Regions from separate parts of the Sus scrofa genome. Here region 1 is linked to region 2. A link is a contact called in public HiChIP or PLAC-seq data. All regions are on one chromosome and are shown on one strand. Each heading gives the region's core, a stretch centred on a gene start, on an enhancer-like site or on the middle of the called end of the contact. The rest is flanking DNA. Distances are from core to core; before and after follow the strand shown.

The links. HiChIP or PLAC-seq counts read pairs in DNA pulled down with a chosen protein or histone mark.
Region 1: an H3K27ac HiChIP or PLAC-seq map of alveolar macrophages shows a contact between it and region 2. The contact joins two enhancer-like sites. A contact is called at or near these places in 2 of 5 promoter capture datasets (fetal liver and liver), 1 of 47 Hi-C or Micro-C datasets (embryonic fibroblasts) and 1 of 2 datasets of contacts at active chromatin or transcription factors (alveolar macrophages).

What each region holds. Positions count from the first base shown.
Region 1 is chr9:86,520,354-86,523,053 of Sscrofa11.1, reverse strand. The region is part of intron 1 of AHR (aryl hydrocarbon receptor); the gene reads right to left. Among named protein-coding and RNA genes, the nearest start is that of AHR, 9.8 kb to the right of the region's middle. Within about 2 kb of position 1,418, at least 19 of the 83 cell types and tissues checked have an H3K27ac peak or open chromatin away from gene starts, as enhancers often do. A contact at or near this core is called in alveolar macrophages, where this site is marked.
Region 2 is chr9:85,933,461-85,936,163 of Sscrofa11.1, reverse strand. It overlaps BZW2 (basic leucine zipper and W2 domains 2), which reads right to left. Exons shown (of 12, transcript NM_001245007.1): 8 at 494-664. Among named protein-coding and RNA genes, the nearest start is that of BZW2, 47 kb to the right of the region's middle. Within about 2 kb of position 1,428, at least 6 of the 83 cell types and tissues checked have an H3K27ac peak or open chromatin away from gene starts, as enhancers often do. A contact at or near this core is called in alveolar macrophages, where this site is marked.

The DNA of each region.
Region 1 (2,700 bases), core at 169-2,668, 590 kb before region 2:
ACTGCAAGAAGTTATGTGAAAATTAAGCTTCCTTTGCTATCTTCCACAAGAATCATCTTGGAAAAGTCACTTTTGCTATAAATAGGAGCAACCCTAAATAAAAACTTATCTTCATGATGCTTAGCTTCCAATATTTAATACTTTCATCCTGTCAGTGAAAACATCTCAAACCTGGTCCAGCCCCTCTGCAAGGTCCTCCAGCCATCTAATGGGCAAATCCAACATTAAGGCAAGAAAATATTTGACTTTAGTTACTGATATTTGTTGGGTGACAAATCTTAGAGGCTAACTGTGATTAATGATAAATTTTGCTTTTGTAACTGGTGGGTAATCTGACTTAATTATTAGTTATCATAGTTTGTGACTCAATTAAAAAATTCAATATAATCCCAACATTCAGCACAATTTTCATCTGAGTGAAAAGATATTTATGGTTAGGAGTAGAACTTGAGTTCAGAAATAAGAAATTGAACTTCATTACAAAGGCCTTAGCCAGGATTTCATAACAGAAATTCATTAAAGTGAATATAAATAGAGAGGATATTAAAAACCAAACAACATAATTTTTAGATCATGTTACTACACCCTCCCATTTGCCAGAAAAATAATTATTCAGAGAATTCTTTTGACAAAGACTTTTTTCCTCCAGTTTTATTGAGAAGACAAACACATCTGTGACAATTCAAATTAAATTACAGTATCTTAAAAAGTATAAACTGGCTTGAGTATAATGCTGTTAAGTTGATTCAATCAAAACATTTCTAGATAATTTATGCTTTTAATGGTATGAGCCAACATGAAGAAGTAATGCTTTATACAAAGAAATTATAGAAAGTAATGTGAAAATTTAACACATTTTTTACTGTCCCTAACCAGTAATTTCTTCAGAACTTGTCTGTTTCTATTTTTTCTATTATACCTCATGTTATTCCTGCAAAAAAATAAGAGTAATAAATTGGTAAAGTGGCATACTTTCCACTAGATACTTTCTCCAGACTATTTAAATAATTGCATACTTAATAGAAATTGGTGACTATTTATCTAGCTCTTTTCCCTAATCATATTACATGTATAATCAAATTCAAGTCACACCTAATTACTGCATTTCTCCAATTAATCAACTGAATTTCAACTTTTATCTCTAATACATGTCTACCTCATTGAATAATTTTCCTCTGACTCATCATCTGTTAAATATTTATTTGCAACTATCATGTCCTAGCAGTTTAGGAAATCATTCTTCCACATATTCAAAATGTGTTATAGGAGCTAAGTACAATGAACAACTGCTAGAAGAGATGGAGCTGGGTTCTGTAAGATGAACAGGACTGCAGGAGGCAGCATGGTGAGGAATGGTGACCTGGCACAGGGCCTTTGAATTGTGAAGCACCAGCTGCAAGAGAGACAAGGACGGAGCTGGCCAGGGCCACATTCCTTCAACAGATAGTGACCTCCCCACACACACCATGTGCCAAGCACAGAACACTGAGTAGTGAACAAAACGTACTGAAGCTCCTGTTCTTCTGAGGCTTACATCCTGATGGGAGGATACATAAATACATAAATGAATAAATAAATGAACAAGCACATAACTTTCCAAGCTGGTAAGTGTTAAGAAGAAAAATAAACCAAGATAAGGAAGTAAGGAGTGATGGGTGCTGGTTTTGACAGACAGCCAGGGAAGGTCTCTGATGTGATGTTTCATGAACATCTCAACATCAACAGACATGAACAGGGGAGGAGTGAGCCTTGTGGGTATCTGATGAAAAAAAGTCCATGAAAGAGGAAATCACAAGTGCCCCCTCAGAAATGGTATCGAACTGACCTTTGGTATCTGGGAGTCATCTTAAGTTTTCAGCCAGGTTTTAGATAACCAGTCTTTTTTTTTTTTTTTTTTGGTCTTTTTAGGGCCATACCTGCAGCATATGGAGGTCCCCAGGCTAGGGGTTGAATCAGAGCTGAAGCCACCGGCCTACACCACAGCCACAGCAATGCCAGCTCCAAGCCATGTCTGTGACCTACACCACAGTTCACAGCAACGCTGAATCCTTAACCCACTGAACAAGGCCAGAGATTGAACCTGCATCCTCATGGATACTAGTCAGGTTCGTTAACCTCTGAGCCATGACAGGAACTCCTATATGACCAGTCTTGTGTTTTAACAAGCTGACTATGGTGATGGAGAGGATGTAATGCAAGGCACATGGCACTGAAGCCAGCACTTCTTTCTGAAATATAAATCTGTCACTCCTCTGATTCAAGTTTTTCAGTAGCTCCATGCAGACCATGTTCCCGAACCTAGAGAACCAGACTCATCTGATCTTTCTATGGCTCCTCCCTATTCCTTTTGTGACTCCACAGAATCCCCTTGCTCTGTCTCACCAGCTTCGAGGTACTGCTCAATTAGATCACATCTGCAAAGTCTTCCCCGACCTACTCCCAATGGACTCCTGCCATACTACTACTTTATACTTTTTATGCAAAAGTCTTAAACAACCGTTCCATTAAGGAATATTCTGTGGAGATAGCATTTCTCATAATTGAAAATGAAATCCACTATTGCACTCTTGGTAGCTTTCCAGTAATGACTATACAACACTGGGGAGAAGAGAATAACACAAATGCTGACGCAAGACAAGCTACTATGACACAGAAAGAAATGACAATAACAGCAGAAGAAAGAGGTTTAGAGGTATTTCT
Region 2 (2,703 bases), core at 179-2,678:
TACAGTCACAGCCATATGGACTTTAGCTACGCAAAAATGTGGAATTTACATTATGGGATTATGCAGCTATTATGAGTGGGAGCCAACAGGCCACTGGTTCAACTAGTCTTTTCCTGTAATATGAATATAAAATCAACCCTTTTGTTTGCCTTAAAATTAAGACTTACATACATTAACCCAGTACTTAATACCATATTATGTAATCTGCAATAAATGGGGAAAGCACCATAAAATGGGACATACTGATAATGAATAGTAAATCTCTTGGACAGATGAAATATTTTGACAACCACAGCAGCCTGGTAGACAGCCCCTTGTGTGGAAATAACCATTAATTTCTGGAACTTCCTGGAGGATTCTGAATCAATACTTTGAAATTGAGCTAATGGTATAAAAAGAGCATCAAATTCACAATAATAGACAAAGAAAGGTCTCCTAAAGGAAGGTAAAGGTGCTGCACGGGCTCACGGCAATGTGAGCCCACGGTCCCCACCTCCTTGATGGGGCATTCCTGAGAAAGACGCTCTTGGAGCTCCTTCTGCAGCTCCTTCCTGGTGCCCAGGGACTGCTGGACTCTGAGGAAGTCAGAAAGCTCCTTCAGACCTGCGTCAGTGAAGTATTTAGCAAAATGATCCACACTCTGCCTGTTAACTGGAAAGAGTTCCTGAGAGAGAAAAGAGATACTGTTATACAACAAGCTATTCAAATTCCAGCAAGCATAAAGAACAAAATTTTCATATTAAAGTAGCACTTAGAATATCGCCTATTTGGAAAAAAAAGGATTGGTTTTTCAAAAGAATAAATCTTGGGCTTACATTTTTAGCATTTGCTAAGCACCTTCCAAAATTAGGCAATCTGACAAAGAAAGAGAATAGAAAATGCTAAGCAACTTACATAAACTACTTTCCCTCATTTGGAAACTGTTATTCCCCTTTTTTTTTTAACTTTAATCAAAGTATTAGCATGTATAAATACAGAGCTAAACTTGCTAAATTAAATACAAATAGCATGATAACTCTGAATAACATATGGATTGTTTTAAACTCACAGGAAAAAAACCATTAATCACTGTTTCCTTAATTATGAGTTAACAGACAAAGGCTAGTTTTTGTAATGTTGAAATGATTCAAGATATTAGAAAACAACACTGACTATTATCATCTCAAGGACCTCTATTCACATTCTAAGAAAATGCTATTATTCTAAAAAACTAGCTCAAGAGCTAAAGAGAATTTTTGTTATATCTGTTAATGATGGTGGCTCTAAATTATGTTCATGGCCAGATCTAATGTAAACCTGCCCTATCAACTCTTCAATTCATTACATAATTCTGCTGGAAATTTTTAAAAAGAGCAATACACTATAGCTGCTGTCATATTTTTCCCTCATTTCCATTTCACCTTACACAGTTTGGCAGAGTCTTAGTAACAACACTTAGTCATGTTCTAATTCTGTGTGACTCCAACACCCAACTAAGAAAGTAAGGCAGTTTTCAAGCTCTTACATTTTTCAGACTGCTGCAGAGTCTACAAAATAGATCCAAACTTTTATGATGGTTAGATTTGAGTGTGCATGTGTGTGGTCAATGGCTATGTGGCTTCAATAAAAATCTCAGCAGAAAAAACTGTCATGAGTTTGCCACCAGGTATAGTAACAGATCCAGATGGCTTCTATGTCATGACTCAAATTTCAATAGTCTCTATATCATCATCCATAATTTGCCTTGATGAGTCATGAGTTTCAAAATGTCAGAGCAGAGCTGGTGGGAGCAGCTATCAAACACGCATTTGTGTTAAAGCAAACATTTCAAACCTGAGTGAAATGTTGTCACCAATATCTGTTCTAGCTTTGAAGAGGTCCTCCAAATTTGAGGGGCAGGGAACTAATTCAATATTGGATTTCTTCTGTGAACCAAGATGTGGTGGGCAGATTACTCATACTTGTGTAATATATTAATTTTCATAGAAAAATAAACTGTCTTAACAAGGTTAAGCAGCTTGACCCATATTACGCAGCAGGAAATATTTAAGGACATAGCTATGCAATCCCCAAAGGCAATAATTACTCTGCTACTCATGTCAGCATTCAATATTCAACTTAGGAAGAATGTGACTACAAAGTCTGATCAAAGATTATGTTTAGAGTAATATGTCAAACATGTTATTGGTGGTTTATTTATGAATGATATCTAAAGTCCTTATGAATGATACATAATATAGTGAAAATTACTATTGAGGTTAAACTGAGGCAAAATCAGTGTAAATCAGATTATGACATTTACAAACTTGGAACGTGGTCTGCATTTGTTAGAAAAATCCTACCCAGGTACAAAACTTCTATCACCTTATCCCTAAGTTACAGTCTCTCTGCTTCTGCCCTTTGTTCCTGAATCTACTCCCAATGCAACAGGCAGTGATTCTGTCAAAACCCCAAATCACACTATGCACATGCTGCAGAGAAGTCTCCCCAAATTTCCTATCTTACTCAGAATAAAGGCTAAAGTTCCTGGATGATATAGGACCCACTATGAGTCTTAGCTGATCGTCTACACTTTTGCTCTTGCCAGGTACCCTCTCTCTTGCTGACCTGACACATCAAGCCTCAAAGCCTCTGCATTTGCTGTTGCCTTTATCTGGCATCCTCTTGCTGGAGCTCCCCAGATAGCTCACTCCCTGACACAAATGTCACCTTATCAGAGAGGAC